Linked DNA regions of Mus musculus: regions 1, 2, 4 and 5 are each linked to region 3. A link is a contact called in public HiChIP or PLAC-seq and promoter capture Hi-C data. All regions are on one chromosome and are shown on one strand. The core of a region is the stretch at or near the end of the contact, and the rest is flanking DNA. Distances in the headings are between cores, read along the strand shown. Region 1 holds the start of Slc1a7 (solute carrier family 1 (glutamate transporter), member 7). Region 2 overlaps Slc1a7 (solute carrier family 1 (glutamate transporter), member 7). Region 3 holds the start of Echdc2 (enoyl Coenzyme A hydratase domain containing 2). Region 4 holds the start of Gpx7 (glutathione peroxidase 7). Region 5 holds the start of Podn (podocan).

Region 1 (5,098 bases), core at 362-2,861, 200 kb after region 3:
TTGCTTGGTTACCAGGGGAGGGGCCATCATCCCTTTAGTGGAACAGTGATTGCATCAGAGGGTGAAGCCTGGCTCCAGCTTCAGAGACAATGAGATGTATCAGTGAGTTAAAGGATGAAGAATCTATGGGGTCTGGACAGACAGACTCCACTGAAAACAGATTCCTCAGAGCCCTCTTTTCAGTGAGCCTCCATGGTGGGACCATAACCAAAACCCTGCTAAGTAGATCTGATGAGAACCCCCTTACCCTCGAGATCTGATCCAATTCAAGATCTGATCCAATTTTTTTTCCTTCTCTTTTCAATACTTGATCCCCGCCTTGCTGCACCAGGCAAGGGCCTCACTCTTGATGTCCCCTTTCATAGTCATTTCCTGCCCACTGAGCTGTCTGTCCCTCTGTGCCTGGGCTGTAAACCCCACCTGTCTCTGCTGCATGGGGAGTTCAGGCTTGTCTCCCCAGCTGGAGGTCTTGACACTGTCTCCATGGTCCTGAACTGTGTCTCCCTTGTTGGAACAGGCATCTATAGTGTCTTATGTAACATCACCGGGGTCTTCCCCGGTCCACAGAAAGATCTTTCCCAGATGATGCATTGATGAGGCAGCCTCACCACTCTGTCTCCCATTTCCCGCCAGCCACACCTCCTGAAGTTTCCTCTCCATGAGCGCTGTTCTCACACCTCCTCTTCAGCCCAGGGTCACTTGCTTCCCTGCAGCTTCCCCCAACCCCATCTGATCCACGACCACCTCATCTTCCACTCTGCACCCAGGGATCACTCTAAAGTGTTCATCCTTCAGGTCTCTCTTCCTTTCCATGGTTTGCAGGGTTATCCCAAGCCTGTGTCTGGTGATGGGAACCTTTCAGCCTTTGCTCTCTACACTCCAGCCCCTTACTTTCCCTGTATATTCCAATAGCCCTCCTCCAAATAAAAGGCTTGACCCATTGCTCCCAACTTTCATGCACCCTTGAGCCTCATCCTGCTGGTCCTGCCGCATAGGAAACCCATTCTGGATCCTGGTTAGGGACCTGTAGGGGTGTTCTCTGAAGACCCCCGGTCTCCTCTCCATTGCTCTCAACCTTATGCTTTTTCAGTGGCGCGTCTTTGTCCCCAGCCACCTTACTGTGCTGGCTTTGTGGCTTTGCTGCCATTTCGCCAGCCATTTTACTGACATCTCACACCAGTGGGTGTTTTTACACCCACGATATAGATGGGAACACTGGGACCCAAAGAAGCAACCTGGCTCACCTACTGTAACAATTCTAAGAACCCCAGCCCCGCAGACCCACACCTCCCCGGGGGGGCCTGACCTGTGGTGAGAGGCGCTGGGTCCTGAGGAAGAAGCCAAGGAGGCAGCCCACGATGACAGAGAGCACAGACAGGATGAGCAGCCCGTTGTGCTTACACACTGTGCGCCCTCGAGCCAGGACAGCGTCGAGCACCATGCTGAGCCCAGCCTGTTGGCACCATTCCATGCACTGTCAGATGAGGCCCAGGGCTGGGCTGGAGGCACAAGCCTCTCTGCTTACAGGTGAACAGAGTCCTAGGCACCTATCAGCAGCCTTGCAGCCATGGTCTGTGCAGCCGTCCAGAGGGAAGCCACAATCCTATTACCAGCTGCATCATTAGGAGCTAGGAGCAGATTAGGGCCTGGGAAATTAGAGCAGGCCACGTGGTCGGGGCGTCCAGTCCTCAAAGCCAAATGCTTCTCTTGAAGAGGGGAGGGACCAGACACCATGAGAGGAAGCAGAGGTGCTTCACCTCCACCTATTCCGGAAAGATGTAGAAGCAAGGCAGCGAGGTTCCAGTGACCGCCCACCTCAGTAGTGCTAGTGGACATCTGATGGCTGTCCTAGATGCATGGTATTGTGTCAGCATGATTCATACTGACGTCAGTCTCCAGGAGTGAGTGTGTGAATTTGTCAGTGCAGATTCACGGGTGTCCTCTGTGGAAAGAGTAACAATGCGCCCAGGCTTACCCTGTGAGCTACTGAGAGTCAGGGGGGGGGGGGGAGCTCAACCTCAACACTTTGGGTCTGGGTTCCAGTCTCCACATCATTGCCATTTGATGACCTCATTGAGATCTGAGACCACTGAGACCCCAAGAGCCTGGGTCCCTCGGCACAGTCACTAAGCTGGCACTCAGCAGTGTGGGGTCAGGTGACACTGTGAGGAATTTAGACTTGAGTTTAGTTGTCCTGACCTCAGCCTAATGACAACAGGAAATGAATAAACTTTCTTCCAAGGGGCTTTAAGTCCAAGATGACCCATCCCATGTCCCTCAGGAACTGTTTTTTATTTTAAAAGTATTCTTTTTTTTTAAGATTTATTTATTCATTATATGTAAGTACACTGTAGCTGTCTTCAGACACTCCAGAAGAGGGAGTCTTTAAGATTTATTTATTCATTATATGTAAGTACACTGTAGCTGTCTTCAGACACTCCAGAAGAGGGAGTCAGATCTCGTTACAGATGGTTGTGAGCCACCATGTGGTTGCTGGGATTTGAACTCCGGACCTTTGGAAGAGCAGTCGGGTGCTCTAACCCACTGAGCCATCTCACCAGCCCTTAAAAGTATTCTTATTTATTCTTTTTTATACATATGAACAATGTGTCTTGATCACATCTGAATGAAAAAAAGAAACAAAAAGGAGGACAAAATGATTGCTCCCAGGTGTGGTAGAGGGAAAGGTTCACTGTAGATAAGAGGGAGAAAACAGCCAGAGGCATCTGGATGAGTCTAGATGGATGTAGCCAGACTGAGCCTGGCTGTGTGAGGAGAGAGGTGGAGGGAGGGCAAGGCAGGAGCTGGGATCAAGAGGGGTCTGGGCCAAAGACTGGTGATAACTAGCCAAAATGGCTGAGTTATCTAGGGACCAGAGGAGCTGGGGGGTGGTGAGAGGGGAGCCCCTGAATTGGAGAGTCCTGGGGTGGGGGGTGTTGGGTATGCCTGTCAGGAAGATTCTGTAACAAGTAGGGACTGAGGGATGCTGGGAGGACCTGGGGGCCAGTGTCACCTTTGATATGATAATAGGCATCTCAGCCATTTGTCCTGGTTTGAGACTTAACAACATCCCCCCACAAGAGCAATCCAGGATCCTCCCCTGCAATGCCCCTCCCACCTTCTTGTCTCCTCCTCCTCTCCTCTTCCTCTTTCTTCTTCTTTAAATAATCCAGATAGCCTGCAGGAGTGTGGACAACCTACTAACTCACACACACACACACACACACACACACACACACACACACACACACACCCCGATGAAAAAACCATTCCCCTTCCCAGCAGCCATCAGTTGTCAATAGCTCCTGAGCTAAGGGCGAAGCTCCTAAACCCCTCCCCCACCCATGCTGGAATCGTTACCCAGCTTGATCTTGTGCAGGTCTTGTGGGGACAACTAGAGCTGCTGTGGTCATGCCATGTCCTGAAGAGGATGTGTCACAGTACTCTGCCCCACCCTTCAGCTCTCAGCCTTCCTGTCTCCTCTCCTAGGATGTTCCCTGAGCCTTGAGAGGGTGGAGTGTTGAACAGTCCCTCGTTCTCAGTGTGGTGAGCCGTTATACACCAACAGGTGCCCACTGCAAAAAGAAGTTTCTCTGTCTAAGGTTGACAATGGGACTAAGCATCACTTTTTGGAAGGCAGTTTAACACCAGGCCTGTCTAGCAAAAGAATACTAGCTCCTAACAGGGTCTATGACTCTCCAGCCACAGGCCTTTGACCAGGTTTAAGGCACCAACGCCTGCTTTTTGTTTTGTTTTGGTTTTTGTTTTGTTTTGTTTTGTTTTGTTTTTCGAGACAGGGTTTCTCTGTGTAGCCCTGGCTGTCCTGGAACTCACTCGGTAGACCAGGCTGGCCTCGAACTCAGAAATCCACCTACCTCTGCCTCCCAAGTGCTGGGATTAAAGGCGCGCACCACCACTGCCTGGCTGGCCTGCTTATTTTTAAAGATGGCAAAGCCCGGGAGATCTGTATCTGAGACCCAGGTCTGCTACTCACTAGCTGTGCGACCCTGGACAAACCATTTTATTTTTCTCTGCTTTAGGCTCCCCAGGCACAAAGCAGAGATGATAATAGGATCTAGCCAGAGGGTCTATGAGTGAGGGTAACGGAGAACTCTAAGCACTGAACAGAGAGCCTGGCTGGAAGTATCATCACACAGCATCTCAGAGGGAGACTCCTTCCTGCTCTTGCTTGTGACCTGCCCTGCCCTGTAAACCAGAGGGAGCTAACCTGCCTGTGTCACTGGACATCTGTAATCTCATTAGGGTCAGTCAGACCTGTCAGGCTGCAGCAGCAGGGAACAGGTGTGGTGGAGGTGGGGATGTGACAGGTATGAACATACACACATACACGGTGGCTGCCTCCTGTAGGCAAGTGGCCGGAGAGGATAGTATGAGGAACTGCAGGGGGAGGAAGGGAAGCCCAGCACAGGCCCTGATGCTGATGCCATGGCAGGGAAGAGATAGATTCTGGTCCCGATTGAATCAGCTTGTGACCTTGTCCTTAGTCCTTTCTAAAGAGAAAGGAGTGAACACACACAGAGCAGCCCAAAGCCTGTCCTCCCAGCAGCTTCCACATGGCAGGAGAAGGAGTTGGGTGCCCACCAGTCTAAGGACTTTTTTCCCTCACTCTCACTCTTAAAGCTCGAAGCTCCTTGATATATCTTCAACTCCAACAGATGCCTCATTTTCCAGTTTAACAGTATCTTGCAAATCCTGGGTAGACTTAGCATAGGTTTTAAGCATCATCTAGGCCCACCCTGAGCTATGCTACAGAGTGGGCGTGGCAAGCTTTCCACTCTGGCTCTAAGACTTTGGTTCCTGGAATGCCGCCCCACCCCAAGAATTGCCACTGACCCCATCCTTCCACACTCTAACCCTCAGGGCCACTTGCCCACCCCCCACATGCCAGATTTCTTCAGGGATTCCACTGTCTTTAAGTAAGCACATATTCTGGGTACTAGGGACAGACCAGTGTGTCAGACACAATCTGGCTCAAAGAACCTTCAAGAAAAGGAACTACTTCACACAGGCAATGAGCTTGCTACAGACAGCTTTGAATTAAATCTAAAAGCTTGTTGGAACCCTTTGATCCTTTGAT
Region 2 (4,579 bases), core at 2,005-4,504, 180 kb after region 3:
ACTGGCCATGTGACCTCTGACTGCCTATGTGACCTCTGACAAATGCATCTCTCTTCCATCTAGGGATCCAAGATCCCCCTCCCCACATGAGAACACAGAAACATCTCTTCCAGAGTGAACCTGAGCCAGACCACCTCCTCGCCTGGCCAGTACGGAGGGTGTCTCTGCTGTTGGGGGAAGGAGTCAGAGATTAATTAACGAAATGCCTGTGCTTTGTTTCGCTGCCAAAAGGATTTTCCTCCAAAGCCCTTTCATTCTTTCAGATAAAGGAAGTATTTGTCTGGCTTTAATCATGTAAACAAGAGCAGATAATCCTCCCATTCCTCACGTTCTCCCTAATGTCAGCCCTGATCCCTCCCAGCAGCCAGTTCCCACCCCTCCAGACAGGCTAACCCTGAAAGCTGGGCAGTTCCGCTAAGCCCTGGGCATAGACTGGCCCTCCATTAGACCAAGGGTGAAGATGCCTCCTCCTGGAGTCCTCTCCTGACATCTGGCCTCCTCTCCTGGTCCCTGTGCTTTCTTCTGTCCTCACCCCAGTTCTTTAGGCTGTTACATCATAGGGTGCCTGTTGAGGTTGATCTTGCTGTCTATTGTAATGCTAAGTGCAGGCCCCCAAGACCTGGAGTCTATCTGGCATAGACTCAATAGACTCAAGTGATCCTGCCCCGAAGTTGTTTCTGATTGGTAAAATAGGTGCCAACAGGCAATAGCTGGGCAGAAGAGACATAGGTGGGATGTAGGTTTCATGAGCTGGGGATCAGAAGAGAGCCAGGAGGAGAAAAAGGTGCAAGAGGAAGAAGAAGAAGCCACTATGGGTTGGGAGTCAAGAAAACATGACCCTGGAATTAAGGATTGGCCAATTGGAGTTAAGAGTAGCCCAGATAGAACCTAGTAATAAATAACAACTCAGGTTATCGATAGAAAAATAGATTCTAATACCACAGAAGGGAAGTATCTGCCCAGCTCTTGTGCTATTTAAGGTTTATTGTAAATATAACGGTGTGTATGTCTTTTATCTGGAACTAAACCCTGGGTCAGGAGGAGGGTAGGCTGGAGTTTGAACAACGTGGGTGAGCCAGTCCAGGGCAGGCCCAGAGCATCATGATTCCACAGAGGGTAGTAGAGAGAAGGGAAGGAGAACGGGAGGGTGGGAGAGAGGGAGGAGGGAGGGGTGGAGGAAGATGCCCAATCTCCATTCTCCTCCTCTGCCAGGATGCCATATGCTAGCAATGGGCTTAGGGTTGGTCTCAGACATAAATCCCAAAGGCCAGTAATGGGATTGCCGGCCAGAGGAAACAAGGCTGCTGTGACCATTATCCAAGAAAGATTACTTCTGCCCTCCCTCAACAGAACCCTGTGGTCAGGCCCACATGCTGTAGGCCATAGGGAAGCCAGTCCCTGAGAGAGGGTATGCCCTAATTCACCACATTAGCGCCCTGCTAGACCAGAACTCGGGCCAGCTCTAAGCTTGTCTGCGTCTGCGTCTGGATGCTGTCCCAGACCTCAGGAAGTAGTTACTCTGCAGGAAACAGGGAAAGTGACAGACAAGAGCACCAGGACACAAGGGGACACAAGAACTGCAGAAGTAGGACAAATCAGTATAATGAGGAAGGCAGCAAGGGCAGTTGCTATTAGGGGAGAGAACTCTAGTTGAGGTTGTAGGGAGGGCTTCCTGAAGGCAGCAGCATTGGAATTGGTTCTTCCAAGATTTGGAGATGGGGCCTACAGGAGTGGGTAGCAGAAGACACAGGAGACTTTAAAGTGTGGGGACACTGTGCTGCTCAGTGAAGTCGGAGCTCAGGTGCTGGGTAAGGTGTGGTTATAGGACAGAACTAGATTGTATGTGGCCTTGAATGTCGAGTCAAGGCGGACTGGGAGGTCCCCAGGGGTGCAGAGGAGAGGGAGCAGACCACTGCTTCCCAGATGGCATGTTTCACAATGTCTGCCTAAGAGAAGAGAGGACAGGGTGAAACATTCCCAAGGTTTGAGGCAGGGGGATTTCCAGGGTGATTTGTGCATCTCCTGAAGCCTCTGAAATGGGCAGAAGCTAAATTTTTGGTCCTAAGATGAAAAGATGTGTAGCAACAATTTTGGAGTTTTGGTTTCTAAAAGACAAACAAACAAACACCCCCCCAAAACAAACAAAAAAAACCCAACCCCACCTCAGTAAATATTATAAGACCATGTTTTTGTTTTAATCTCAGGTGTGGGGTATGAGGCTGCTTCAGACTTTCCATGGCAGCTGACTATGATTTGCCTCGTGCTCTAGCAGGGGTCTGATTTTGCCAGCAGTAGATAGTTTCTACAATTGTGTGACATTTGGAATTCTGGGGACTTTTCAGAGGGTATATAAATGCATTGTTGGTCACTGTTAGTTTTGGTTTGTTAAGTAGTCATGTGGAAAGAAGAAGAGGGGGATGAGGAAGAAGAGGAAGAAGAAGAGAAGGAGGAGGAGGAAGAGAAGGAGAAGAAGAAGAAGAAGAAGAAGAAGAAGAAGAAGAAGAAGAAGAAGAAGAAGAAGAAGAAGAAGAAGAAGAAGAAGAAGAAAAAGAAGAAGAAGAAGAAGAAGAAGAAGAAGAAGAAGAAGAAGAAGAAGAAGAAGAAGAAGAAGAAGAAGAAGAAGAAGAAGAAATAATTAGATATCCTGACAGCAAGGCTCAAACTGCCCCCCCCCCCCCCCGCCAAGGAACTGGATGCCCCAGTCTGCAGAAAGTTGTCTCACTATAATATCACCCCCTTTCTGATTCCTGACTTTATACAGGGATCTCTTTCCTTTCCTCTCTATTTTTTCTATTCTCTCTAGTATTATGGGGTTGAAAGGGTGGAAGAAAGGGGATGTAGAAGGGTGGAAGAAGGAAGAACCCATAAAGTAGCCAAGAATGGCTACAAAGATGTCTATACACCACTGTGCTATGCAGCCACCAAAAGGGCAGACTTGTCACTATGAAGACAGTCCTAATGTAATGTAAAGTGGAAAAGTGATTTAACAACAGGGAGCCCCAGAACCTCCTGGGAAATAGACTCCTCTCTGACTTGCAGGATTGTGTGCAGGGTGTCATGAGAGCCCGATTTCCTGAGGAACCACCGTGGACACCTAGCTGTGGGAAGCCAGGAGGAAATGCAAACACAGTCACGATCTGAGGGTTCTGTGGCTTTTTCTATTTCTCTGATTTCTCTCTTACACCCAGAATGGAGCTTGTGATGAAAGACATAGCCCAGACACCCTGCCTGGCAGCCATAGAGCTGCGGTTTACCAGGAGCTCTCAGTTCCCCAAAGATCTGCATATCACTCGCTCACAGTTCATCAGCCTTGTGAGTCAGCGACACCCTGAGGAACCCCGATGCCGGGCACCCACTCCTCATCATTTAGATTTACTAATAGTTGACTAGTTTTTTTAGAAGCTGCCCCCAAGCTCTTTGGAATCTCCTCCCTTGACTTCCCAAGTACTGGAATTATAGGCAAGGGCCTGTGCCCCTTGCCTCTTAGTTAATTTTACAAAGTTAAAAAAGGCCAAGACAGCTCAGACCACAGTGTGAGACCCTGTCTCAAAGAAAAAAGAAAAGAAAAGAGAAGAAGAGGAGGAGGAAGAGGAGGAGGAGGAGGGGAAGAAGGAGAAGGAGGAGAAGGAGAAGAAGGAGAAGGAGGAGAAGGAGGAGAGGAGGGGAGGAGAAGAAAGAGAAGGAGGAAAAGGAGAAGAAGAAGAAGAAGAAGAAGGAGGAGGAGGAGGAGGAGGAGGAGGAGGAGGAGGAGGAGGAGGAGGAAATATGAAATCTATTTAATAATACTTTAACCTGCTATATCCAAACTATTGCCATGCATAATCAATGTGAAATTTTTATGCTTCCACAGGCTTTACATTTTAATTAAAATTAATCAATAAATCAGTATATGTACTAGCTGTATATCAAGTACTTGATAGCCTAGTGGCTACCATACTGAGAAGGCTCTGGGTTGACATAGGGACAATGGAGCTCAGGGTGAAAGACGCCTGGCCAGGCTACTCAGGAAGTAAGTTTTAGAACCAAGATTGGAGCAGAGTTCCTGACCCTTCTGCCCACTGTTTCTTGGTTCTGGTCTAAGGCCTACTTTGGGATGATAATGACTGCCATGTGATCCAGCCCATGCAATCCCTTCTCAGTTCAGCTCTCAGAGTTCTGCCTTGTCCATAGCTGCAGCCTGTAGGTTGTTGTTGGTGAGCCTGCCGTCTGAGGGAGTAATCAAGTACAGCGAAGTTGACCAGCTATGGGATGTTAGAACAAGACTTACAGACAGAAAAGCCAGTCCTATAGACATGACTTCAAATACTCCTCCTGACTTAGGGTAGGGACAAAAGCCATGTCTGTCCCACTCCATGCTTAGGTAGGTGCTCCTAGCAATGCCCCAGTAAAAGGCCCCAAGGAGGAACCCCAGGGAGGATGGGAGCCCAGTGGCCTACAACTCCCTCCCAAGCCATCTGGTTCACTACCGAGTGTCCAGGGATTGGGGATCAAGAGATTGAGGTGATTAGAGACATTAGCTTACAGAGATGGCGGGGAGCTGGCCTGGCTCCCAGCCTGTTTCAATCTGCAGGGGTGGGGG
Region 3 (4,542 bases), core at 1,977-4,476:
TGTTGTTTTTATTTTTTGTTTGTTTTGGTTTTCAAGACAGGGTTACACTGTGTAGCCTTGGAAGAGATCCAATCTTTTGAATCTCAGGGGTGTCTCTGCCAAGCCTGACAATTTAAGTTCATTCCTGGGACCCACATAATGAAGATTCGGAACCTTCACGTTATCCTATCACGTTAACACCCAAAATGCATGTTCCTGGCTTTGTAGAAATCTCTCATGCCTGGGAGAGGGCTAGTCGGCTCCCTGCTTACGAGTTTACTTCTGGGGAGCCAGAAGTTGCCAGCAGACTGACTTCAGGATAGGTCCAGTTGTTCTGAACAGTCCACCTCAGGATCACTGTGGGGAAATGCCACTCCAGCATGAACTGACGTAACCACAGCTGCTGCCAAAGCCACCAGTTTCTGCTGCGGATCTTCTCTAATCAGAGCTGTCTCAGGCTATGCCAGCTGGAAACTTCACCTATTTTCCCTGTGACCAGGTTTGCAAGCTCCTCAGCAAAGCCCTCCTCTGACTGCCCCTCTTGGCTAGCAGGCATAAGGCCTTACTAGAAAATCGCAGGGTTACTACTGGGAAGGGTGAAAGACACGTGTTGTTAATTACATTGGAACTCATTTATTAAATGATGCCTTTAATCCCAGCACTGAGGAGGCAGAGGTAGGGGAATCTCCAGGTTCCAGGCCAGCCTGGTTTACATACCAAATTCCAGGACAGCCAAGGATACACAAAGAAACCCTGTCTCAAAAAAAAAACAAAGAACCCAACGAGAAAACAAACAAAAATTACATTTACTTACATACTATCTATTGTGTGTGTGTCTGTAAGTGTGTGTGTCTGTAAGTGTGTGTGTGGGGGGGGGGGTAATAGGAAGCCAACTTGAGTGAGCTTGGTCTTTGTTTTTTACTCTGGATTAAGCTTGGATCTTGTCAGGTTTGGTGGCAAGGGCTTTCCCCCCAAGCTGTCTTGGCATTTCATGTGTAATATGGTTATTGTTGTTAAGCACAGGCTTTATTATTATTATTATTATTATTATTATTATTATTATTATTAAACACAAGTTCTCAGCAGGTAGCCCTGGCTGGCCAAAAACCTGCTATGTTAACCAGGCTGGCCTTGTACAATTGGAGATCCACCTGCCTCTGACTCCCAAGTGCTGGCATTAAAGTGTGTGTCTCCACGCCAAGCCCCAGGATGCGATTCTTCATTCTCTCTCGCCCAAAGGCTTTAACCAGACTCCAGGGTGGGGGAATCCTTTCTCTTCCTATATTCCCATAACTTTCCCTATCTGTCTATTCTGCTTTCCGTGAGACACTGGTAGTACTTCCTGTCTGCCGAAAATGATGTGCAGCAGGGTGTGGTGGCGCACACCTTGGATCCCAGCATCCCGAGGCAGAGACAGGCAGATTTCTGAGTCTACAAAGTGAGTTCCAGGACAGCCAGGGCTATACAGAGAAACCCTGTCTCGAAAAACCAGAAAAAAAAAAAAAAAAACCCGATGTGCACCACAGAGGGTGATGTATCCATCAGCAGGAAGGTGGTGGTTTAGATTTATTCAGAAAAACAGCTCTTTGAAATTTGGTGCAGGCCTTGAAGAGATGCTATAAAAAGCCCAGTGCAATGCCATCTGTGCAAGTGAAAATTGATTCGAGAGGCCAGCAAGACCTCCAAGTGGAGGCTGGAAAGATGGCTCCACAGATAAGAACACAGGCTGCTCTTCCAGAGAATCTGGGTTCAAGTCCCAGATCTCATATGGCCGTTCACAACCCTCTGTCACTCCAGTTCTGGGGTAAGAACACCTCTTCCAGCCTCCACAGGCACTCATGTGATGCACAGACAGAGAGGCCAGCAAAGGAGATAAGAAATGACCTTTTAAAAAATGTGCCCAGTGGCAAATGTAACCACTCACATTCAGTAATAAAAATAGTAAATAAGGGGCTGGAGAGATGGCTCAGAGGTTAAGAGCACTGACTGCTCTTCCAGAGGTCCTGAGTTCATTTCCCAGCAACCACATGGTGGGTCACAACCATCTGTAATAGGATCCGATGCCCTCTTCTGGTGGGTCTGAAAACAAGAGACAGTGTACCGACATACATGAAATAAATAAATAAGCCAGTCGTGGTGGCGTATGCCTTTAATCCTAGCACTTGGACTTGGGAGTCAGAGGCAGGCGAATTTCTGTGTTCGAGGCCAGCCTGGTCTACAGAGTGAGTTCCAGGACAGCCAGGGCTACACAGAGAAACCCTGTCTCAAAATAAATAAATAAATAAATAAATAACTCTTAAAAAAAAAAAAAAGTAAATAAGCGGGACAGTGGTGACACACACCACTAATCCCAGTACTTGGGAGGCAGAGGCAAGTGAATCTCTGAAGTTCAGGGCCAGCCTGGTCTACAGAGTGAACCCCAGGACAGCCAGGGCTGTTACACAGAGAAACCCTGTTTTGTTTTTTGTTTTTGTTTTTGTTTTTGTTTTTGGGGAGGGGGAGACAAATAAAACAGAAGAACAGGAAGAGACAGGAACAATACAATATCCAACATGGGAACGGAGATGGGATGAGGTTACATTGGAGAAGGATCCGCACCCAGCTAACGCACCTGAGGTCCAAACAAACATACCCACGCTTCACAGCGTATTTTTGTACAATAAAAGACCTTGCTGCCGCCGATGGTTGTGAAGTTTCCCTGTGTGTCCGTGGACCCTGTGGACCGTCCCTCCCTCTCTGGTTGTCCCCTCAGGTCCAGCCAGATTTGCTCCGCCGCCACCCCCACCCCCCACCCCCGTCCCCGATCATTGCCAAGGCTCTAGAGGGAAAAGTCCTGGCTAGCACTGTTGTCCTGATCTCCTGGCGCACAGCCCTGCTCCCAGCTCTCCTCTCGGCTCCACACCTCCCCGGGCCTCTAGAGAGTTTGGGGAGCTCCCCTTCTACCCTGGGAGCCCTGAGATCCAATCCTCCTGCTCTCCCGCCTCAGTCTTCCCATGTGTTGGGTCTCAGCACACAACTTTACCTTGGTTGGGACCTGTCAGAGCCTGCACTTGGATTTCGGGTGTCCTGGTCGTCGCGTGAGAGGCGCAGTCCCGGGCCCCCGAGAACCTCCAGGAGCACGGGAGGCGCAGCGCGCGGGGCAGTACGCGTAGCATCGGGGAGCAGGCCGGCAAGGTGGCGCGGAGAACGGGACCTCCTCGGCAGAGCTGGAAAATCGTAGTTCCGGGGCGGGCGAGGCCTCGCCAAGGGCTCCACCTACGGGCGGAGAGAAAGGTGCGGCGGTCCGCGAGCCTGCAGACCCCAAGTTCAGCTCCTTCGTGAAATCTGGGAATGCTGCAGATTTAATCCGAATGCACGGCTAGGAAGGTGGTGTCCAAAACTGAATGTGTTGTGTGCACTTTCTTCACGTGTACCCTCAGATCATGTCATTTCATCAGTCACTGTGGGGTGGTCTGCACCCACTGACAAGGTCTGCTGTCCTAGAGGCTGTAAGATCGCGTCTGGCCCCTCCCAGTTTAACTAAGAACTTTGGCTCACAGTTATGAACTGCCAGTTTCTGTCCTCCACCGGCCACCTAGCCTTCCTTTGCAGAGGAAAGAAGGGCAATCCAGGGTAAATCAACCAAGCATCTGGGGTGAACAGTCAAGATATGGGTGCTTTGTCAGGCCATCTAATAGTAAAACTCAAGCCACTGATTTTCGTATGTGTAGGAGCAGCGGGAGAAGAGTGTCTCCGTCAAACAGAACCACAAACAGCCAGAGATCATTCGTAGCTACGCAGTGATCTGAAGACCACCCTGTGGCAGACAAAACGAAATAACACAGCAAACTATACAATCTATTTTCAAACTGCTAAAAGGAAAAACAAAAAACAAAAAGACCCAAAACCCTGTTTGTCAAGAATCCCACGTTTAGCAAACTGAAGAAGAAGCTGGGTGCTATGACTTTAATCCCAGATCTCGGGCAGATTTCTGTGTTCAAAGCTAGCCTAGTCTACATATTGATTTTTGGGTCAGCCAGGGAGCTCCACTGAGACGCTGTCAGAGAGAGAGAGAGAGAGAGAGGCAGAGAGAGACACAGAGAGAGACACACAGAGAGAGAGAGAGAGACAGAGAGAGAGGACAGAGACAGAGAGAGAGACAGACAGAGAGAGACAGAGACAGAGTCAGAGGAGAGAGAGAATTCTTGCAGACCAGGAATGGCTATGTGAATATCAGACAAGATGACTTTGTCTATCTTTATGTTGTGTGAAGGGTTTGCCTGTGTACCACTTGTGTGCCTGGTTTCCAGTGACAGAGAGAGGGCAGACAGTCTTTGCTTTTTTAACTGGAAAGACAGGCAGATTGCTGTGACTTAAAGGCAGCCAGGGTTATTTAATCAGACCCTGACTCAATTTTTTAAAGTCTTTTAATCTAAAAAAATTATTTGTATTTTTTGTGCATGAGTGCTTTGCCTATGTGTGCATGTGTACCACAAGTTAGCCTGGAGCCCACAGAGCCATAGAGGTGTCATCTGAAACTGGAGTTACAGACATTTGTGAGCCATCACGTGGGAGCTGGATATC
Region 4 (4,734 bases), core at 902-3,401, 240 kb before region 3:
TCAGCCTCACATATCAATTCTAGCGTGAACACAGAGCAGAAGTCACCAGGAACTTTACAAAAAAATAAACATTTACTGAGTATCTTGTGTACGAAGAAAGGTCACAGGGAGGATCCAGACATGGGCTTTCCTTGGAGGGCAAGGCAGCTGTGGAAATGGACAACTATACATTACTGTCAGCTTCACTGCTTACGCTAACAAGACCATCTTAAGCCTCACGACGCCCAAAAGATAAGGAGGCAGAAGGGTAGGGAAGCTTGCTTAGGCCTTCACCTTGCCTGGAGCACCTTTGTCCTGTACCCCACCTCTACTGGCCAAGTAGTCTGCTCCTGCAGAGAGAAGCCATGTTGGTGGTGGAGAAAGATAGCATACTCTGAAATCTGAGGGCTGGGAGTTCAGATCATACCATGTCACCTTGTGTACAAACAACTCTGCTAGCCTTGTGATGTGGCACTCATAGCCTTTCCCCAGCTGGCCCTGAAGACTCCCCCAGGCTCATCTGCCTCACCCCTTCTTAATCCAAGCAGCCAACCCCTCCCCTCACTGCTCCCCCCCCCCGCCCCCCCCCCAAGCCTTCACTAAACCTGCCCAACTTTAACTCCCATTCCTCTCCCACTATGTTCTCTGCTGTGATCATCACCGGACCTTAAAGCTCCTCGGTCTCTTCTTTCCAGCATCTGCTCCTGCCTTTTCCTGTCTGAGTACCACAAAAAAGCCAGAGGGATCTATCTGCTATATGTGGGCCTCACTAAGATGCTTTAGCTAATAGTAACAAACAACAACAACAACAAAAAAAACCCAAAACTTTATTTCTTAGTTTAAGGCTTGTAATTTTTTTTAATACGATGTCTCCCTATTAAGTCACACACAGCTGGCCTGGTACTATATAGACCAGGTTGCCCACTAACTCAGAGATCTGCCCGCCTCTGTCCTCCAAATGCTGGGATTAAAGACATTGGCTATCATGTAGGGCAAGCCTGTAAACTTTATTGTGGCCCTCGGAGGCTGTGTGGCCTCACGACTACCTCCCCTCCCCCACCCCCAAGCGTACTTTCATGTCAGCCAAACTAGTCTTTGTTGCCCATTGTATCATGTTTCACTCTCCCAGGAGGCCTTGTACAACTTTCTGCTTTTACCTGAATAATTTCTATTCATTTGTCAAGAGTTCAGTTCAAACCTCCTTTCGTTTGCCCACACACAACCTCGACTTTATTAGGTGGTACTGTACCGGCCACAACTGTAGTTTTGGAGTTAACTGTAAAATTTTTAGTGTCCTATCTCCCTCTGAATAGGAAGCCCACATGTTTTCCCTCACTGCACGGGGGGTGGGGGTGGGGGGTGGGGGGTGGGGGGTGGGGGGCTAGAGCTGAACTTGGCATAGAACAGGTACTCCAAATGTGTGTTAACTCATACTAAGTCGCCACCGGATGCTTGGCCCTTTATGGGTGTCATAGACGTTTTTCTGCGCCTGGGAAACGCTGTAGCTTGCTATTGAGATCTCTTGTCACTAACTTGAGATTGCAGCTGCTACCCACGTTTGTGTCCACAAAGAGCTTTTAACTGTCAGCTGCTGGAGATACCGGGCCTTCTTGGCTCCTGCTGCACCTCCAGTAAGGAGGCAATAATCCAGTGACTGACTAGATAGGCAAGCTCTCCTAACCCCCATGCACTGCTGGAATCCAAACCGCAGCAGACTTGTCTCCCACACTTGTCTGACTTTGGGGAAACACTACATCCATTAACCTAAAGTTTGTACGCATCGTTCAGCTATCAAATTGTTTTCCAGCACTTTCCCGTTACAGTCCAGTACTCCCAATTCTACACTAGGTAATATTCCCGTAAAGAAACTGGGGCTCAGAGTGGTGGAGCGATCCGCCTAAGGCCAGGCACTAGAAGCTAATCCTCACAGATTTTTCTCCGCTATCTCCCTATTAAGTCTCTGCGCCCTGAGCTTGAGTTTGAGCGAATTTTGGTCTCAGCCTCAAGAAAACAGGATCCTGCGATCTGAAGCTAACCAGCGCAGAGCAGCTAGGGAAACTGAGGTCCAGAGCCGGGACTCTGCGCCTGCAGAGACGACTGAGAAGGGGGCGCGTCCTGCCCAGCGGGCCGCCTCCTCCCGCCCCACACGGCGGGGTCCCCTCCGCCTTGTCTTTGCCCTCGCCAAGTCGCCACCTCGGGAGTGAACCATGGTTGCAGCTGTGGCGACGGCGTGGCTGCTCCTGTGGGCCGCGGCCTGCGCGCAATCCGAGCAGGACTTCTACGACTTCAAGGCGGTCAACATCCGGGGCAAGCTGGTGTCGCTGGAGAAGTACCGTGGCTCGGTGAGTGACGATTCCTTGCGGGCCTGGCGCGGAGGGGAGGGAGGGGCTCCGTGGGGATGCTACTCTCGGGTGTGCCACAGCTCGGACACCACCCTGCTCATCCCAGCCGCGAGATCGGTGCAACCGGCGCTCCCAAACCCTTGCCCACTCAGGCCTGCGGCTACGTGGCACAGCTTAGGAGCCACCCGCGCTGACTGCGCTCTGCGAGGCTCAGGATCTCACCCGGAAGGTGAATGCCCTCCGCTCTCCGCTTTGCCTCTCCCAAGTGGAAAAGAAACCCTAGCCTTTATGGCCCTTTGCCGGTCCAGTCCAGCTTCTGCTCCTGTAACAGTGGGTCCAATGAGAACGCAGAGAGACAAATGTGCAGTGGAGGGAGTGACCATCAAAAATGGACCTTTTCATGATTCTTAGAATCCACCCTCAGGCCCTGAGAGCAAAGATACAACAGTGGAAAGCAATCCAAGTTGTAAGAGAACCCCCTATACACCCTTCCCATCCTTGATCCTCCTAAGACCCACCCCTTAGAGGGCAGTTGTGATGGAGTTGCTAATGGGCCTGCCCTACTCACTAGGCGAATCACAGTAAGAAGGAAGTGTGTCAGGATTGGGTCTTTTAAATAAAACTTGAGCAAGACAGATCAATCCAGACAGAGAGAGCTGGCCAAGTCCAGACACAGAAGCAAAACAACAAGAAAGGTCAGGGTGGACCAGGGATTTCAGCAGCGGGTACTTGAGAGATACAAACTGCTAGACTAACCGGTGTTAGATGAGGCTGACTGCCAGGGAGACTTTGAACTGTAAAGTTCAGAGACTCTGGTGCGATGAAGAATCTTCTCAAGAGAGGAGCATGGTAGCACACACCTTTAATCCCAGCATGCTGAAGGAAGAGAGTCTGTGAGTTCAAGACCAATTTAGTGTCTATCTACATTGGGCGATCCAGAAAGCCAGGGCTACATGGTGAGACCCTATCTTTAAAAAAAAAAAAAAAAAAAAAAAGGTAATTAATTAATTTTTAAAAATCCTTCAAAGAACCTTTTGTCTCTTGAGTTGGAGTTGGAGATCCTGGTGTGAAGACTGCTATTGAACACTAACTGACTTGTGACCCCATCATCCAGAGTTGGATGGTTCAGTAGGCTTTTCTTGCAAGCAAGAGTATCTTTAGGGGCAAAACTATTCTCAATAGCCTTGTTGTTCTCGATTACACTGAGAGTCCTTGCCCTGACCAGTGTGCTGTAAGTTTCAAGAGAGAAAACAGTGTAGAAACATTAGGTAAGCTTTAGGCGCTCTGTATGGATGACAGGTCTTGTCAATGACAGCATCCAAGACTCCAGACAAACGGCAGCAAAGAGCAAGGCCATTTACTAGTCAGGGAAGGCCTGTAATGAAGGTAGACAGATGGTGATTAAAACACGTTCATGTTTTAATCAAGTTTATAGGGAGAAGAGACAATAAATAAGGCACTGAAAACTGAACCAGCCAATCCCAATAGCAATGAGAGCTTTAAAAAAAGGCCGGGTGTGTGGTGCATGCCTTTAATCCCGGCACTTGGGAAGCAGAAGCAGGGAGATCTCTGAATTACAGGCCAGTCTGATCTACAGAATCTTCCAGAACACTCAGGGCTCTTACACACAGAAAACCTGTCTCAAAAATAAATAAATAAATAAACAAAACAAAAAAGCTTTAAAAATACTAAAAGGTATAGGATATAGAATTAGCCTACACACAATTAATCCTAGCACTTGGGTGGCAGAAGCAAGCAGATATTTGTGAGTTCAAAGCCAATCTGGTCAACATAGCAAGTCGCAGGCCAGCTACGGCTATGTGAGGTAATGAGCTCAAGTTGGCCAGGCTGGTCTTGAACTCATAGAGATTCACTTGACTCTGTCTCTGCCTGCTACATGCAGGAATCAAAGGCATGCAACATTTTTTCCTTGCTTTGCTTCTTTTTTCTTTTCTTTTTAAGAGACAGTCTTACTGTCTAGGCTGGCCTCCACTTTGAAATTCTGCTGCCTCAGCTCCTTAGAGCTAGGATTACAGGTATGTGCCACAGACCGCCATGGGGAACTACTCTTGGTCATCAAGCCTAGGCATCTAGTCAGTTCAGGCTAGGAGGACGCCAGAACTCTACAATAAACAGGGCAGCTCCCCAAGGTGAAGACCCATAATTTTAGTAGCGCTGAATCTGAGACTAGCTTGAGCAATTTGTGTCCAGCGTGCCAGACTGACCCCGGGAAATGATCTAGTTTGGGTAGCCAGATGATATTATCCCCAACTTGTCTCAAAAGCAGCCATGGAGATAGGGCTAGGGCACACAGGCAAAGGATTTTTAATCTTTTAATAATACAGAGTAGAAGCTGGAAATGTGGCCTTCCTGCCAACATTCTAAGTACATTATAACTCAGTTCCATCGGCTG
Region 5 (5,285 bases), core at 2,556-5,055, 130 kb after region 3:
ACCCACATTCCAATTCTGCCTCCAACTGTGGTTTTCTCATCATTCTCTGCTTCCTTGATGAGTTTTGTCTTTGTGTGTGTTCATGTGCACGTGTGCACATGTCTTTGGAGACCAGAGGTCCTCACTAGGTATCTTTCTCAGTTGCTCTCCACCTTGGGTTTTGTTTTTGTTTTGGGGGGTTTTTTGTTTTGTTTCGTTTTGTTTTTGAGACAGGGATTTTCTGTGTAGCCCTGGCTGTCCTGAAACTCACACTGTAGACCAGTCTGGACTCGAACTTAGAAATCTGTCTGCCTCTGCCTCCCAAGTGCTGGGATTAAAGGCATGTGCCACCACTGCCTGGCTCCACCTTAGTTTTTGATACAGGGTCCCTCAAGCTTACTGATTTGGCTAGACTGGCTGGCCAGTGAGCTCTCAGGGTTGGCCTGTTTATGCCTCCACAATACTAGGGTACTTTGCAGACGTGCTGCCATGTCTGGCTTTTCTATGGGTGCTGGTTATCCAAACTTCAGGTTGTCAGGCTTGGATGGCAAACATTTTAAAAATTGGTCCATGTTTCCACCCTTTTTACCCTAGTTTTTGGGAGCCTAGAATTCACCAATTAAGCTAGACTAACTGCCAGCAAGCCCCATAGATCCTGTCTCTACCCAACACCTCCCATTTCTGAGACTATAGGTACACACCATTAAGCTTTATTTTTTAGATATGGGTGCTGGGAATTGAACTCAGGTCTTCCTGTAAGCACTTTACCGACTGAGCCATCTCTGCAGTCCCAAGTCTTGGCCTCTGTCAAAAGCCTTCAGTCAGATGTGAGAGTTCCGGGCCTATAAGCTTTCTTACTTGAGAAGTAGTAGGCAAACAGATCAAAAGCTCAAGATATGGGCAACTTGATGAGGTCCTGTCTCAAAATTTAAATAAATAAACAAATAATAGAGGGCTGAGGATGGGGCTTAGCAGGCGATCGTTTGCCTGGTATGCATAGTGACCTGAGTTCAATCCCCAGTACTAATGATAAAACAGCAGCAACAAGAAAACCTTTAGAGAGGCCCCGCTGACCCAAACAGCACTCTGTCTGATCAAGCTCCTGTCGGCCACTCAGCACTCAGGACTCTGCTCGTGGATGAGGAAAGGTCTTGAGTCCTGAGCTCAAGGGAGGAGGAATTCGCTTCTTCTCTGACGGTAAAGAATGATAAATAGCGTGCTGTTCCTTTTCTCTCCTTTTCAGTATCAACTCCCCACACCCACTCCAGCAAGCCTTCTTGTCCTTCAGCCTTAGCTCCATGTCCCACAGGCTCTGTCTTCCCTCTGTCTTTGTGTTGCTTCCTTCTCTTTTTAGCTGGAAGGCACTTGGCCTGGCAGTACAGGAGGTCCTTATCTCTCGACACTTGTCATCTTCAAGAGAGACCTTAGTGTATAAGTGTGTTACTGGTCTGTTAATTCAGGCATGGGGCGCTAGAGTGTGAGTGTAGGGAGCCAGGACAAACTCCAGTGTGAGCCCTCCCTCACCTTGTGCTTGCTGAGACAGCTTTGGGGATTCTGTCTACTTCCATCTCCTTGTCAGAGTGCTCTAGAGTTACAGACATATGAGCTGCAGTGTGTGGCTTTTACATGGGTTCTGGGGACCTGAACTCAGGGTATTAGGCTTGTGCAGCACGTGTTACCTGGTGAGCCATCTCTCCACCCCCACCCCACCCCTTTTAGAGACAGAACTTCACTGTATAGTCCAGCGGCCTCAAACTTGCTGTCTTCCTGCCCAAGCCACCTAAATGCTAGGATAACAGGCATGCCCCTTGATATTAGTCTGTGTTTCTATTGGACATCTCTTGGAGTTCAGTCAGGTCTGGATAACAGTCTTATAAAAGCAGCTGTCTTTTTTTTTTTTTTTTTTTTTTTTTTTGGACTTACTGTGAGACCAGAGCTGTGCAGAGAAGACCTGGAATTTTTCTGTTTAATGTAGACAGTTTTTAATGCATTTCCCTTTGGGCCCAGGTCTACTTGACCCCATACACTGTAGTGATCTTAGACTGAACAGATGCTGACTCTGAGAAGCAGCATGAAGGAGCCGAAGTGCACAGGTAGTCAGCTGGGTACCCATCCCTTCTGAAGGCCGGAGGGTCACCTCCGTTTCCTCCTGAGACACTCACAATCCCTCCAGGCTGTAATGTAGCTGGTGCCTTCAGCACCACACAGACACAGTACGTGTGTGGGCACTGGCTTGGCAGAGCTAGTTTTGATGGTAGCAGAAGTGAGTGTGTAGTGTTCTAAGTGCCTAGCCCTAAAACACCCTGACCCTTCCAGGTGTATTCTACCGTACCTCCCCCACAGGGCTGGCCAGGATGTTTAAGGACAGTGCCTGGCACTTCGTTGGCACTCAGCATGTGCTGATTTTTCTTGTTCTAGAAGATTTTTGGTTCATGGGTAAACCAGCCAATAGAATCCAGTTCTTTTAGCTCCACTTGAATCTAGGCTCTGTCCAGAAAACACAAGATGCATCTCTGTTGGGCCCTGTCCAATCTTGTGAATCATACCAACTTTCAAGTTTGAGCTCAGAGAAGATTGGAATTTGAGGCCAAAGAAGGCAAAATATTTCCCTTTCCCATTCGTGTTAAGTTCTTCAGTGATGGGTAATGGAAACAGATGGCTGTGGGTTCAAACACAGGCTCTATCCCTACCTACCTGCCTGTTTGCATCACAGACGACTTTTGCAATGGGTAGATGGGCCAGAACCCCAGCTCCGAATGATGATGTTAGTTACGCAGCCAAGCACAGGCCACATCCTTACTTATTAGATGGGGAAATAATCTTCCTTTGCAGGGCTGTAAGGACTAGAGACTAATGCATGGAGATATAAACTGACTGCCTGGCAGCACAGGAGGGAAAGGTCTGCAGCCACTTTAACCAGAGCCCTTTAGGGTCTCGGCAGTTTAGGTGGCCAAGTGGTTCCACATTTGATTTATTATCTTTATCCCTCTCCGAGAGCCAAGTAGGTCCTGCCCAAAGGCCACAGCACGTAGAAGACAGGTTTGTTTCACAGCAGAGGTGCCAAGTAGCACCCAAACCCAGTCTCACCCGCCTTTCCACCACGAAGCCCTTGGCGCCAAACAGTGTTGCTTCAGCTGCTAGTACTTAATGTGCCTGTGCTTGGAACCATTTTCAGCTCCTGGGAGCAATATGGAGTGCTCCCTGCTCAGTCCCTTGCTTTCTCCGCGACTAGAACCTGTGTGCTTGAAGACTCCGGTCCAGTTTAACTCTCCTTCAAGGTTCACCAAGTTGTGGGCCCAGGGCCAGTGGAGTGAGGGTGGATGGTGGGGAGGAGAAGGAGGAATTTTGACAGGAAGGGGTCCAGAAGGGTCTTGGCTGACGCAGCATTAGCCATGCTCCGGACCCTAGGGTGGGAGAGGGAACAGGGAAGGTACTTGTGCCCGGGAAGGTTGCAAACTCCTTGAGGAAGAAGCTGAGCGCGGAGGAACTGGAAGGAAGGAGCCCTCTCGGTTCTCCTCAGGTGCGGGGGGCCTGCCTGGGTGCGGTCCCAGCCCGCAGGCTGGCAGGCGGAGGTGGTGCGCTGGAGGCACCCGGTGTTGGGGGCGTGGTGCTGCGGCCGGCCGGGGCGGCGGCGCGAGCTCCCGGGAAGTGGGCCCCCCGCCAAGCCCGGCGCCGTGGGCTCGGCCCTCCCTCTCGGCGCCCAGCGGGACCCTGCGCCTGTGTCGGGAGAGGCCGGCGTCCGGCAGATGCACGCGGGGCGGGGGCCGGGGGAGAGGCGGGGAGAGAGAACCCACAACAAAACTTGGCTCGCTGCGCCCACGGCTCGACTTGAATGACAGGAGCCGGCGCCCGCGGAGCGCAGCGGACACCCGCGAGCCTGTTCCGCCCACGGCGCGGCGCGCAGCGGCAGGTAGGACGCGGGCAGCCGGTGAGCCGAGGGACCACGGGCCACCGGCTGCGCCCGGGCAGCTCTCTCTGACATCCCGCCGTGCTCCCACTGCCACAGCCGCGATAGGGGAGGATCGCCGTATCCCACCCTGTCGGGCGGACCCCGCGCAAGGGGCACGGTTAGGCACACCTCCATATGGGGTGGCGGCCCCCCTGCGGGATCCGGAGCAAGGGGCAGGGGACCCTTTTTTTACTCGATATTCAGTCCCTGCCTTCGGGCTCCTCCCGCTGCGCACATCTGGAAAGAATCTGCGAGCGGATGGGGAGGGGAGGTGGAGGCACACGGGCGGGTGACAGGGACTGTGGGGGCAGGTGGAACTGGGAAGGGGCCTGAACCTCTGCACCGAGAACTGGGACCCAGGGCATCCTGCGTCTTTTCACGTCAGTTTGTCGGGGGCTTCACCGAGTCCAACACCGACCTCTTTACATACAGAAACAAGCACAGAAAGGCAGATATCAGTCCCCAGGGAGCCAGGGCAGGTGAGGCGCACAGTCAAGCAGCGGAACTTGGTTTCGGCAGTTTAGGTGCAGTCTAACTAACACAGGGCACTGCACTCCGACCATTCCGTCTAGGCAGCTGCTTCCAGCGGAACACAGAAAGGGACAGGGCAAGGAGCACGGTCGTCCCCAGGTTGTGTGGGTCTCAGAACCACTATCAGCCTGGTGCAGGGTGGGGGTTGGGGTGGACCGGGATGGGTGAGTTGGAATAGCTGACCTGCAGTCAGGTGGAAGAAGGGGGTGGGGTCGGCTTGGGATTCCAGTGCTGGGGCCCCGGGTTGGGAGGCAGCTGCTGCTGAAGAAGGCGTGCAGGGAGGGCTGTCGCCCAGGCTAGGATGCAGGTGTGCAAGAGGTGGCAGGAGGATGAGCATTAGCAGCCTGCATGTCTGCTGGGGGAGGTGCAACCGCGCTCTGCCTGGCACGAAGAGGCACCTGGTCTGCTGGGCAGACCCCTGGGTAGGCCTTTCCTTCTCCACCTCTCCCTTTTGCCCTGGAAAAGCCCAAATGACCAGATCCCGGGCTCACAGGGCGAACACCACTGGGAAGGGCCCGGGCTGCTCTGGAAAAAGTCATCAATGACTGGTCTGGGGCTTCTGCCCCCTTCCGTACACTCTCGGAGCCCTTGGCCCAGTCTTCGGTGTGTAAGGTAAGAAGTGTCAGATGTCAGAGTCAATGACCTGTGCACCATGAGAGCTACTCTTTGTCCCTTCCGTCTGAATCCTGGGTAGGAGGTGGCACCTGTAGGCTTGTTGGAGCCATACAAAGAGTGTTGATCATGACTTATTGGAACCCTGACGACCCTCTATCACTAACGTCCTGCCATGGTGGTTGATGCCCTCGGCAAGCTGTGCTTTCACAGC

The links. Promoter capture Hi-C pulls out the DNA fragments that hold promoters and counts their contacts. HiChIP or PLAC-seq counts read pairs in DNA pulled down with a chosen protein or histone mark.
Region 1: a contact with region 3 is called in an H3K27ac HiChIP or PLAC-seq map of embryonic stem cells, with 10 read pairs. The contact joins the promoter of Slc1a7 here to the promoter of Echdc2 in region 3. A contact is called at or near these places in 19 of 39 promoter capture datasets (the 3T3-L1 cell line, the C10 cell line, the HPC-7 cell line and 12 more), 1 of 15 datasets of contacts at CTCF or cohesin (stem cell-derived epiblast-like cells), 1 of 484 Hi-C or Micro-C datasets (bone marrow-derived macrophages), 5 of 115 datasets of contacts at active chromatin or transcription factors (the 230-238 cell line, cardiomyocytes and embryonic stem cells) and 4 of 9 other capture datasets (adipose tissue, liver, macrophages and 1 more).
Region 2: a CTCF HiChIP or PLAC-seq map of CD8 T cells shows a contact between it and region 3, with 5 read pairs. The contact joins the enhancer-like site here to the promoter of Echdc2 in region 3. A contact is called at or near these places in 2 of 39 promoter capture datasets (hematopoietic stem and progenitor cells and hippocampal neurons), 1 of 15 datasets of contacts at CTCF or cohesin (CD8 T cells), 1 of 115 datasets of contacts at active chromatin or transcription factors (embryonic stem cells) and 3 of 9 other capture datasets (adipose tissue, liver and macrophages).
Region 4: a contact with region 3 is called in a promoter capture Hi-C map of embryonic stem cells. The contact joins the promoter of Gpx7 here to the promoter of Echdc2 in region 3. A contact is called at or near these places in 4 of 39 promoter capture datasets (the C10 cell line, embryonic stem cells, liver and 1 more), 2 of 115 datasets of contacts at active chromatin or transcription factors (both in embryonic stem cells) and 3 of 9 other capture datasets (adipose tissue, liver and pancreatic islet).
Region 5: a contact with region 3 is called in a promoter capture Hi-C map of liver. The contact joins the promoter of Podn here to the promoter of Echdc2 in region 3. A contact is called at or near these places in 9 of 39 promoter capture datasets (the C10 cell line, the HPC-7 cell line, the SN4741 cell line and 6 more), 2 of 484 Hi-C or Micro-C datasets (embryonic stem cells and nephron progenitors), 1 of 115 datasets of contacts at active chromatin or transcription factors (embryonic stem cells) and 3 of 9 other capture datasets (adipose tissue, liver and pancreatic islet).

The regions. Positions count from the first base shown.
Region 1 is chr4:107,964,919-107,970,016 of GRCm38.p6, reverse strand. Slc1a7 (solute carrier family 1 (glutamate transporter), member 7) reads right to left here and starts at 1,611. Exons shown (of 11, transcript NM_146255.3): 1 at 1,307-1,611. The coding sequence starts at 1,441.
Region 2 is chr4:107,987,791-107,992,369 of GRCm38.p6, reverse strand. The region is part of intron 2 of Slc1a7 (solute carrier family 1 (glutamate transporter), member 7); the gene reads right to left. Among named protein-coding and RNA genes, the nearest start is that of Slc1a7, 22 kb to the right of the region's middle. Within about 2 kb of position 3,254, at least 60 of the 459 cell types and tissues checked have an H3K27ac peak or open chromatin away from gene starts, as enhancers often do. A contact at or near this core is called in CD8 T cells and adipose tissue, where this site is marked.
Region 3 is chr4:108,164,121-108,168,662 of GRCm38.p6, reverse strand. Echdc2 (enoyl Coenzyme A hydratase domain containing 2) reads right to left here and starts at 3,226. Exons shown (of 10, transcript NM_026728.4): 1 at 3,002-3,226. The coding sequence starts at 3,134.
Region 4 is chr4:108,404,130-108,408,863 of GRCm38.p6, reverse strand. Gpx7 (glutathione peroxidase 7) reads left to right here and starts at 2,151. Exons shown (of 3, transcript NM_024198.3): 1 at 2,151-2,321. The coding sequence starts at 2,187. It overlaps Gm32297 (a long non-coding RNA gene), which reads right to left. Exons shown (of 6, transcript XR_003955247.1): 5 at 3,078-3,289; 6 at 2,317-2,748.
Region 5 is chr4:108,030,474-108,035,758 of GRCm38.p6, reverse strand. Podn (podocan) reads left to right here and starts at 3,805. Exons shown (of 13, transcript NM_172874.4): 1 at 3,805-3,889.